Regions from separate parts of the Oryzias latipes genome. Here region 1 is linked to region 2. The links are chromatin contacts, called in public Hi-C maps. All regions are on one chromosome and are shown on one strand. Each heading gives the region's core, a stretch centred on a gene start, on an enhancer-like site or on the middle of the called end of the contact. The rest is flanking DNA. Distances are from core to core; before and after follow the strand shown. Region 1 holds the start of cracr2a (EF-hand calcium-binding domain-containing protein 4B). Region 2 holds the start of LOC101157449 (protein FAM180A-like).

Region 1 (5,773 bases), core at 1,532-4,031, 200 kb after region 2:
CATTCAACTAACCACATTTCAACCAGTTGCTGTGTCTCATCGTCACCTTCCTACTGTGTTTACATCCCATAATGCCCAGCTATGGGTCATTTTGGCCCAGTCCGATTGGAAACGGACCAAGACCACCTCAAAAGATGGGTCTGGGAGCTGGTCCTGGACCTGGACCAGGGTGTTTTTGGATTGAAAATTTGTTCCGGATTATCAGGGAAAAGGAACTCTGGTTCACTTTAAGCCAACCAAATGTGTCCAGTAGTATTACTAGATTCTAATCTGGATTTGTTTGTTTCTACTCGAAAAAAACAACAACTATCTGATGGTAAAATGTTGGGTTTGTTAATATCTCCAGCCACTTAGTTTGTGAATTTGTTGATCTCCAGAAGCTAATTTTTCATCTTTCATCCTTTAGATCCTGTCCAACTAGATAAATAAAACATTCATCAAGGTATTTTTTTTTTTGTCAAAGAAAAATCTTATGGTCAGAAAAAAAATGACAACTACTGATGCGAATCTAAAAAGAGTCCAACCCTCTTTTGCGTTGATGAATAAAGTCACTGAGAAGAGCTGTGAAAAAACTCAAAGAAGAAAATAGGATCTGTAATGGTCTGAATGTAAAATCACCTGGATAATTGACAAAAGTCTAAATGATGATGAGTTTAGTCTGTGAATTGATCTGCAGAACGACTGCTACAACAACTGTAATTCAGAAATGTACAGTAAGTATTTAGCTTGAAGCTGTAGGCGAGAAAAATGGCTGGCTCTTGATTTTGGGGACAGAATGTGACTCCTGTGGGTCGTAAAAAGAGAAGCCTGAAAGCCGGAGCCAAATAAAAGACAAAAAAGACAAAAAAGATAATGTTTTCACATGCACAGGTTATAAAAGTAGCTGAAAGCAAATCAGCTGGGACACATTTCAAACAAGTAATGACTCCGCAAGGCTCAAGTTTTCTGTTACTATAAAAAAAAATAGTTTTAATGATTTCTTTTGAAATCCGGTTCATCCATCAGCGCACGTTTCTTCTGGTTTGGACAGAAACAGAGTAAAGAAGTTTTTGTTGCCTCCAAACCATCTGCATGCTTTTGCAAGGAGCATTGCCTCTGCAGCTAAAGGATGAGCTGCAGTGTTTGGGAAAGACACTCCATGCTTTTTGCAGGTTGATGCCTGCAGGCAAAGCTGCATGAATGACCATGCAGGCCCCTTCCTGAGGTGATCATAGCAGCACGTTTCCTTTTTGTTTTATCGATTCGTTCAGATGTTTGCACCGACTGCAATCATCTTACTGAGTTTGTTAGCCTCAGACTTCTTTTTTTTTGTGTATCTTTTTATCCAAAGCCTTTTCATTCCTTTTCACGTCATGCAAACTCTTCGGTCCCTCAGTTTATCCCTTTTTTCTCCTGTAATTGGAGCAGCTAATGGCTGGTCGTGCACAGTTAAGCCCAGCGTGATCAGAGGAGATGCCATCAGCATCCTCGCTTTACTCCATTTCTGTCCAAATTGGCAAACCGTTCGAGGCCAAGTTACCACACGGCTGAAATCAAACCATCAGCACAGTCAGAAAATGATCCTCTGAGAAACTGCACTGCAGTTTGGTTAAAAAAAACACACACACACACAGGAGGAGAACATGAAGAATGGACTTGTTTGTGACAGAAGGATGCTGTTGGAGCTGTTCTGCAGAAATAGGTTAACATGGTGACAATAACACATTCACACTCACAGTTTATCCTTAGCAGCACCTCACACTATGAAAAATCTTTCCCTTTCATGCAGAACTTATACTACAATTTGTTTATTTTCCTTACACCGAGAACAAACTGGGATAATTTAACGCTCGGTAGCCTACAAATAAATCATATCATGACTGAAACAAGTTTTTCAGTATTGGGACGCACTCAAAACAGACTGAAATGTAAACTTTTAGCAGATTAATGCTTTGTGTAATGTAAAGTGGCACCCAGAGTGTTGAATAGCACTCGGAGTTTCAGTTCAGCTTTAATTTCACAAGAAAACATTCAAAAAGCAAAGAACAAAGGATTTGGTTTGGGAGTTTTACGACTGGGAGCTTAGTGGATCTGAAGAAATGAGATGCAGAAGCTGAAAAAGCCCATAAAACAGGGAGCAAAATGCTCCATAGCTCCTAGAAACGGTGAATGATTGAAGGACAAGACTACTGGTGTGTTTTCTACGTCACAAATACGATCTTTTTCAAACAGCATTCAGAATTTTTTTTTATCAAATACTCAGAAAAGCCATTTTAAGCTCAGTTTTCTTTATAAATTTCACGCCATGGGAATGTGTTGAAAACAGCATTTACATCAGAGTGGATCTTTAAGAAGTCAGGGCTGTTTGCATGCAGAGCTGCATCTCTGATCACTGCAGCTTCATCCCAGAGACACGGAGATCGCCAAAGCATCGATGAGTCCAAGCTGCCAACCACACTCCATCTCCTGCTTTGAGATGCAGCAAGATGCAACTCTCCAAGTGTGGTGTCAGTCCTTCCAGGGCCTCACAGCAGATCAGAGATGTGGCATCGCCTTCACCAGCCCTGCTCCTGCTCTCCTAAACCGCTGGAAATTGCAATTTAGATCTTCAGCAGACATCTGTGTAGTTTTCAGACCTTCCCAACAATGATTAGGGGGCAAAGAAGAAAAACAAGAACTTTTTCATCTTCTAGATAAAAAAAATAAAATAATTACAATTAAACATGATTGATTGCTTTAATGAAAGACATGTGTGCCTCTTTTATGGTGTCCACCCTGTGTGTAAAGACAACATCTCAGCTGGATCATCGGTTCTCTCCATGTGGAACATCATGAAGCTTCACTGACTGAAACGGGGAAACTGTGCCGGAAGACGTCTACGTGTGAGTGGACTTTCACACATGCTAGACTGCTGTGCAAACACGTTTTTATGGAATACTGGGAAACTCGATTCCGGTAATTAAAACCCTCCACGGCTTCAGGACTGAGCTGAGTCCATGTGTTGAGTTTAACAATCTTCTACAGTGCACACGGACAGCCCACAAGCCCGCGCAGAACTTTAGAAAGGTCTATCATTAAGATCATGCAGATATTGTTCTGCAAAAAGAGGAAAGCTTTGGTTCATTTGAGTGAAAATTAATCCAATCCTCTACCGCCCCCGTGCGTGAACATGTGGTATTACAGCTTGATGAAAAATAGAAGGAAGAACCGTTTTTTTAAACATTTAATTTAAGAAATACTAATATTGAATTTTAGTTTTAATGAATAATTTATTTATTGTATTAATCAAAAATACATATTTTGCCAAATTATATTGTACAATGTGAAAAATTAAAGAATTATGATAAGAAAATCTTGAAAAAATGTGTTTTAAATCAAATACTTACACAATATAATAAGTGTATCATAAATGTAAATAATAATAATAATTATTAATTTGTTATTGTTTATCCTTTTTTCAAGTTTTATTAATAAAAATACATTTTTCTTGTCTTAATAGATTCTTTTGTATCCCTTAGCCATCCCATAGTTAAATTTCTTAAGAAAACTTGAGTATATATTGAAGTATAGCAAATATACTATAGATCATGTCCGTGTGGAGTAGGAAGTATAAATACTTCTATAGAGTAAATTGGAATGTTTAAAGTTTACAATGTATAAGATAGTCTTTAAAAAGTAAATGTAGTATACAATACTGCCTTTTAGTACAGGGTAAGTACGTTTATAGTACTCTTACATAGACTACTTTTTGTTCAGGTATAGTATCTAAACGTGCACAGATAAACTGAGTTTTGCATCTTTTTATAAAGTGACTTTGTCCTTTAAGTTGTGTAACTTTTAAAAAAAATTAAAATCTTTGTAAACAACTAACATAACAACAACAACAGTTAGTTTTCAGCAGAATCCTGTTGACATCCAGGTTGTTGTCGTTTGTGTGGACTGTTGTGTCGTTGTGAAAGTGAGAGTTTGGTCTCAAACGCTTTGCGTTACTTCCGCATTCCTCTGAAGACAGGTGCGGGTTTCAGGGGAGGGAGGGGCCGCCTGTGGAGCCCGCGTGCGCTTCCGTGTCAGCGTTGCTACAGTAACCGCGGGAGGAGATCCGCTTAAATTCCTGCGCTGCAGTCCGGTTCACCTGGAAGCGGACCGATTCCCGCCCGGTGAGTTCGTGCTGCTGGTTCGGTTGATGAACCGAGGAAGGAGGTAGTCACGTGAGGCGGAGCGGACGTGAACGTGGTGGTGTTTGAAGTCCGTTTTCACAACAGGAACTTCGGAAAAACTTCTCACTAGTACTAGTTGATGAGGAAGTGAAGGTTTGGGGCTGCGCACGTGCGAGCCGAAATACAAACATGATTTCACACGCGGCGGCTTAAAAGACTTCAAAGAACAACCGATGGTTATTTAAAAACGATTGGGGGGGGGGGGTGAATATGTGTGAGCAGCAGCTGTGTTTTAGTGAGTGACGTCACGTGTGATTCTGCAACAGCTGATTTGAAAAAGTTTCGAGTTTGAGGAAAAAGTCAAAAATGACTTTAAAATGTCAAAAACTGAAAATAAATTTCTCGCCTTTTTACACTGTTTTAAGTTCATGATTAAAGGTTCTTCTGGGTCTTCTGTAGAAAACGGTTCTTCTGGGTCTGCTGTAGAAAACGGTTCTTCTGGGTCTTCTGTAGAAAACGGTTCTTCTGGGTCTGCTTTCTTTCTGTGAATCAGACAAGCCTAACAAAGTTCTGACTTTGATTCAAGTAGAAATGAAAATGTCCCGAGGATTTTTGTGGAGAAGGTTCCTCTGGTTTTGAGCTTTAAAGGTTTTTTTTTCTGGGTTTTGGTGTTCTTCCAGTTCTGTAGATCCGACGACAAAGTCCTGCCGCTCAGAGTTCTGTTGCATGTTCTGCCCTGACGCCGATAAAGCGTTCATGCAAAGCGGCTTCAGCCTGGAAACCTACCCAAACTAAAAAGCCGTCCTCCAGCATGTGAATGGATGATAAACCGTGTCCATCGTAGAGGTGATGCAATAGTGGAAGGAGATCCTGAAGGTTTGCATCTCAGGAGCTCCAGATATGCAGTGACCTGATCTCCAGCATTGCTTGTACTCCCAAAAAGCTGAATAAATGATATGAGTGTCTGAATAAAATGAGGCTGACCAACATTTAAGAACATTACATGAGGTAAAGTAGAATTATGTCACGTTAAAGGCTTTTCTGCTGTTTATCTCATCTCTATTGATGATCTTGTTAAATATCTAGAAGCCAAAGAAAGCTCCGTTTAGATCACTAGGGGATTCTTTAGTGGCCTTTCAAATGTAAGAGTCCAGTGATGATGTGTCCCATCCTGTTTGCTCTCCTCCTACTCGTATTTGCTTTACCTCCTTTTCACGGATCACCGCCATCTCTGCCGCTCGCAGGCCCACCAAGCTAACCAGAACCGTGCAACCGAGGTGCAGTCTTCCAAACCGCTGTGCATTTGACGTCTGTTTGCATGAAAGCCACAAACCTTTCGAGTCGATGCTGCAATGCATCCGTCGTCAGAGCAAAAGTTTCTTTGAGTCACTGGATGACTTCAGTGTCAACTTTAACCACAGACCAGAATACTTTTCTTTGTTTGAGAAACTCTAAGTTTTAGGGGAAAGCCCTTTCTTTTTTTTTCCTTTTTTTAAACCAATATTGTGCCCATGAACTTTTGCCACATCCAATTCTGTTTATAGGACATCAAAATAACCATATTCAAAATTTGATAAAAAATAATTATTAGTTTTCTGATTTACTTTGATCTGAAGGCATTTACGTTTTTACATACA
Region 2 (6,373 bases), core at 372-2,871:
TGACTTTTCAAAGCTATTCTGAAGATTCTCACTCAGACATCTGAAAGGAGGGCGCTCTGTGTCTTTGTTTTGGCAGATGTGAACCCCCATTCCGTCTGTCATGCCAGCAGCAGGACGTTTTTTCTGCACTTCATGCTGGTTCAAGGAGCAGTTCAGACCCTGTGACCTCTGATCTTACAAAACACTGCAGCACATGGAGCTCACAACCGGCTCCAGATGATTTCAGCATCAGGGCCCAGAGGTTCATCCAAAACTTTGTTTTATTCCTCGAGCGCCTGATTAAGACAGGAGGCTAATTTTGTTGTTATATGTAATTATTACTTAAATCTTACACAATTGTGCGAGATTTTTGCATGATGAATACGCAAATTTGTAGCTTTCCACAACCGTTTCACGTATGTCTAACCAAATTTTAATGCATGTACCACCGATATATAACTTTTACATTGCGTACACGTTGCACTTATCACGTTAAAATTAAGTAATTGGCCATGAATCCTTAATTCTTTTCATATAAACAGCGCAACAATCATGCATGGTTCACGTTCCACATTGCTTTACGTGTTCTCTGCGTGGTTTTTATTTGCACTTCTTCCGTTGCTTCTTTACTCGGGATACATATGTGAGAATTTCAAATGAAGAACCACAACTTTTCTCACTTTTTCCACATCTGTTCACGTATGACCAATTTTCGTCTGTGCAATGGGAACAAAATGTACAAAGAGGCTGTGCGTCACGGCCTTTAATTGAGTTAACCTGAAACAGAGTCATTAACAGTACGGTTTAGGATGCTAGCCTTCATTCATCATCAGACACGCCTCTCCCATGAAAATGTTCTGCAGGTATTTGGGAGCCCAGGCTGTATTTTTTTAGCCTCCAGGTCCTGTGGATGTTTGGTCACAGTGTGCTGATGGAAACGGGAAGCTTTAAGAAACCCTCCGAACCTGTCTGGGCATCCGTTTGCCCCACAATATTCCCGAAAGCTGCACAAATCCAGACATGAAGCAGCATCACATTAGTGCAGAGTTCATATGGTCTCCAGCTGATGCCTCCAGTTTGTCATATTTGTGATTCCACATTGTTATTATGATGAACTGCTCCTCATGTTTTGAATTTTTCATCTTTGATTTTGGCTTCCTGGAGGTGAAAATGGGAATCCAACTAAATCCAGACATGTAGGATAACAGAATTCTTTCCATTTACGTTGAGTTTTTTTTTTTTTGGACAGATTTTAAGTCTGAAATAAAAAACCTAAATCCTAAAAAGATGGTTATTTAGAAAAGATCAAATGAACCAAATATCTGGTTATATATCTGGTTTTAGGAACAGACAGATGCTAGATCTAAATATCCATAGATGAGATAACCACAGAAGCTAAACTGTTGTGGATTTAAAAATCTTACTTTTTGTCCGACATCTGGAAGCACAGGTCCTGAGGAAACAGCAGATGAGTCCAAACCTCAGAAGAACCTGCAGGGAAACCATGGTGACCTGTTGAGAATCCAGGTTTGTGTTCAAATGCCGTTTAACTGCGTATCTTTACGACGCCTTTGCAGCCTCATGTTACACTGTACAGCCGGCTCTCTTCATCATTTGCACTGACTGTTTTCCTCCTCCTCCTCCTCCTCCCACCACATCGTCTCCTCTTTTACTGCTTCCTCATGGTGTCATCTGTTTGTCATCAGGCTCAAAAACGGTCCTCTTTTCGTGCTCTTGTGACCGTTGTTCTTTGCACAACTTTTAATTTCCGCCACCAAAACCATGTTTACATACAGCTGCAAAGAAAATGTATTTCAATCCAGATAAACTTCCACCAATTTTTCACCACATTTCTGACGCGGTAAAACGTTTATCCCCCTTAAAGGGGTTCAAACTCAGTGTTTTGCATCTCTAATGCAAACTCTAATGAACCTAACATCATCACAAATGACAGTTTCGGACAGGTCTCTGCAAGCCGCAGAGTCTTAAAAAGTCTTAAAAAACATGATATTTATGTTTTTTGGCCATGAAAACTCTAATTTATAAACCGAGCATGCTAATGTGTCCAATAATTGAATTATAACAGGGTTTCTTTTAAATCCTTTTACTTACTTTGAAGTTTCTTCAAAATAAAATACATACACTGTCAAAAAAGATCCTCCTGCTGCAGCAGATTTCCTTGCGTTTAAAAACTTTGCCACAGAAAAACAAGTAGAGATACAATAAGAAAATGAGTTTAAACTTCACCTAATGATAATATACCACTCTGTCAATAGATCAAACCTTTTGGCATCGTCTTGTTTCACTATTTGACGTGCATTATGAATTAATTTTTACTCATTAAAAAATAAATGACAAAACTTAACTACCAAACCTATCATTTACTCTACTACTTGTTATATTTTCTACAAAGCCAAAGAGCCACAATTGTGGGCTAAAAAAAAGAGTTTGATGAGGTTGGCATGAAACAGCATGAAATTTATGCTCATTAATTAAATTTGTCAAGTCATGCCTGTACATAAAGCCAGAGGAAGATGAGTAGCCTCACGTCACGTCACAAAAAGTGATTGACAGGCTTCTTTCTCATCTGCATTTTCTTCCAAATCATCCAGAAGTATTTTTTGTGGTAACTGCAGTCTCGACCATAAGAATAAAAAAAAACAAAAACGTTAAGCACAACTTATGGTGGATTTAACACTATAAAGAATCCAATAACAACATAATATAACACTTGAAAATACTTATAAAGATTAGTAGGTGAAAGATTTAAGATGAGGATCTAAACAAAAAACCCAAACTTTCCAGAGAACGATGCTATAAACACAAAAAAATGGCTAAACCTCCATTTTGATAAAAGAAAAACTAGAGAAAATTCAGTGTTTCACAGAAGAAACTTTTTTCACAGTCATCAAAAAACTTCAAACAGCAAATGACTCAAGGAATGAAAATTAGAGCTTTTTTTTAAAGGTATTGTTGGTTAGTTTGCATGTTTAGTGTATTTAATAAGAGTTTTTTAAGAGTTGTACTTTCTTTTTTTCCTTCACCTTGAACCTTTGTATTCTAATCACCTTTGTAATTGTATTTTTTTCTTATTTTGCACCTTGATCCCCAATAGTTTGTGTTACAATTGAATGTCTAGGTTTATCTTAAAAATCCAACATGAAAAAAATGACATTAATTCAATTCAATTCAATTCAATTTTATTTGTATAGCCCAAAATCACAACAACAGTCGTCTCGATGGGCTTCGAAGTAAAACATGAACTTAAAAGGTTCACGAATACAAAGAGTTCAATAGGAAAATACTAAATTGAACTAACAAACTGACTAAGCTATACTGGCATCCCTGCCCTTAGACCCCCCTTCGCGGTAAGGAAAAACTCCCAAAAAAACCGGATTCCGGAAAAAACGAAGAAACCTCAGGGGTGTCCACATGAAGGAGGGATCCTCCCCCAGGACGGACAGGCTATTTACCAGAAATCTTAGAGAAGAATTAACTTATCTAAATCTACAACTACATATATAAAAGTCCAGCAGACGAGCTTCATCCAGCCGTGGTTGTGGGGAAAGTCAAAGGCGCGAGTCGAGCTAGAGGCAGGATCCACAGCCAGGTGTAGGAGCAGGAGCAGAGGCGAGGTAAACGGTCAGGAACTGGAGCACGGATGTGCCAACTGGAGTCTGGAAGCACTCCCACTCCCCAGGAGGGGAGAGGAAAAGAGGGACAATACATGAATCGCACTGTACCAAACAGAGGCATGGAGAACTAAATGATAAATTATGATCAAGAATAGAGGAGAGGAAGGGTAGAAGTAGAAAAGAAAAGAGGACAGAACCCCAGTGCACCATAGTTACCCCAGCTTCAACTTCTAGCAACCTTTTAAAAGACCCAATTGGAGCAATAAAAGCTGATGTTCATGCTTAACGCTGGCTGTAATGACTGCTTTGTCTCATTTAAGCCACAGATTGTGGAAGTCCCAAAGGAAGCACACAGATCTCTGTAATATGCTAAAAAAACATCCCATTTTAATCAAAGAGAAAATTTTCGACGGTCACTTCAGTGCATCAAGGTTTCCACTTCAGTTTCTCATATTCTTTGAGTTTTATTCACGTCATTTTCTGTTTCATATGTTGGGTGATATGTCGTTCTTAACTGTGGAAATGCTCTAAAGCACTTTGTGTTACTGTTGTATGAAAATTGCTGTGTAAAAAAAATTTGATTTGTTCAAACCACTGGGTGAAATGCTCTTAAACCTATGATATCTTCATTATTTAGTAAAAGGTTCAGCAGAATGACCACAATAAAAGCCAGAGGTTTCCTGATGTGTCTGTTAAAACATTAAAGTTAATCATCAGAGATGGGACCAAAGGATTTCCACAGGTTTTCCAGCAATGCGTTTGTGTGCATACCTTCATCCAGAGGAGGGCGCTCTTGCGTTGGGAAATTGTTTTTAAAACTTTAGAACTGTCAGCTGGTTATGCAGTGTATATTTGCAATAATCAGCTACAATTGTTGTCTAAATAGAAAACAAACTAGAGGGAGCTGCATTACCAGAAGAAAATGCAGGATTGATGCTATATTGTTGAATGAAAATTAAACTTAAAAAAGAAGAAATAAAGAAAGAAAGTAAATAACAAAAAATATATTTTTGTGAAAAATGCCAGAGTGGGGTATCGAACCAGCAAGCTTCTGCACCAACAATTCCCCACGTATTTCAATGGAGGCAAAAATCCTGGAATATCTTGAAAAGTTCAAGGATTTGAAGGACCCCAAGTTAGAACTGGATTAGCTGAAAGAAGTGAACATTTTGATAATTGAATGGTTAAAATAGCTGAAAGGTTGTAGAAGGATTTGAAACATGGCAGAAGATACCAATATAAAGTAAAAAATTAAGAGAAACAGGAAAACAATGGGTTGAATGCTTTATAGCATTATAGCAATGCTTTATAACATTCAACCAATAAAGTCGTGATTATCCCGTCAAGCTGGTAAAACATCTCGATAAACATAAATGATCTTGTCCGGAAGTTTTATGGAATGCCAATAAGAGTGCTGATTAGTGAAGATGTGACTTTGAATGTTCCTGTTTTTAGACTCACGGCACTATGGAAACAAACAGTCCATCCAGCTGGATGTCTGTCACACAGTAAAATATCTTTTTTTTAAATTATTATTCTGTATTTATCCATATTTTACCCATACCCTGGGGGAGAGTTGAGCTGCAGCCATACCGCGCTCGGGAGGCAGTAGCGTTAAGGGACTTGCCCAAGGGCCCTCACTGGGTGATGTTAATTGCTCACCATTGATATGGTAAGTGCCCCAGTACCATTGTCCAGTCCACTTCGGGAATCGAACCCTGGTTTCCTTATCAATCGAGCTACCCAGCCTCCTGGTTATCAATCACAAAATGACTAAAGATGACGACATTCTCAGCCAATCCCGTGAGCTGTATAATAAGCTCAGGGCAATACTCTGACAGGCAGGTTTATTCCTGTTCAGATACGGTCAGGAGTGTTTCTCTAAATCTTCCTGCTCAGCTCTGCACACCGGACACCTGCGGACTAATTACAGGGCATCTATAGCATGCAGAGGCTGCAGAGGGCATATAATGATGCCCCCTGGTTTTGTTAATGACCCCGGTGGTGCAGCATGAGTGAGATATTTGTTGATGTTGGAGTTAAGACTCTTCAAGCTCTTTTAGGAAATCTTGTTTATGGTTTTATTCTACAGAGAATGAAATCACTCCAACATCAAGCACAGCAGCTTTTTGTATGGACGCCTTTTTAACCCCTTAAGTTTTAAGTTTATAATTTACGTTTCGCTTGTGCTTGAATTGTCTTTGTTTCTTCTTTATGTCTTATGTGTTTTTATGGTGCTAACATTTGAACCCCAAGTCTGTAATAATAAAATCCTATTCCATTCAAAAATCCAACTAAGACCGTGCAGTTTTCTGGAGTTCTAAAAAGTTGGTGACATAAATGAGAGTGGTGTTAGGTTCAGAGAAGAAAACACGTCAATGAACTCCTAAAAAATGGTAATGTGATTAGCTGTTAGACAATTCTATCGTTGTTTTGCTGTTTCAAAGCTGCTCCTCGTACTGCCCTGCTTGTTTTGTAGCTTCAGTAAGTACAGATTAGCTGGATAGAATGAGGCCAGTTTCTGATTGACTGAACACACCTGATCCAGGTGACCAGGACTTAAGTGGAGTAGCTCAGGACCAATCCCAACCTCAGTTCTGTTAATGACCCTCAAAAGATACCAGTTTATGCCTTATCTTTGTAACCCATGTGCAAGGCATGTTAAGGTTAGGAGTCGGGTCGTCTGGAACCCACAAGACGGCGCACTGAACTTTTTTTTCCAATGAGTGTCCATGGCAGAGATGAAATCCTGTCCACCT

The links. Hi-C and Micro-C count contacts between places; a contact is called where the count stands out from the background.
Region 1: a Hi-C map of gastrula embryo shows a contact between it and region 2, with 1.7 times the contacts expected there. The contact joins the promoter of cracr2a here to the promoter of LOC101157449 in region 2. A contact is called at or near these places in 4 of 5 Hi-C or Micro-C datasets (embryo, fibroblasts and gastrula embryo).

Annotation. Positions count from the first base shown.
Region 1 is chr6:29,648,318-29,654,090 of ASM223467v1, forward strand. cracr2a (EF-hand calcium-binding domain-containing protein 4B) reads left to right here and starts at 2,782. Exons shown (of 18, transcript XM_020704277.2): 1 at 2,782-2,861.
Region 2 is chr6:29,451,840-29,458,212 of ASM223467v1, forward strand. LOC101157449 (protein FAM180A-like) reads right to left here and starts at 1,622. Exons shown (of 3, transcript XM_011476496.3): 1 at 1,404-1,622. The coding sequence starts at 1,485.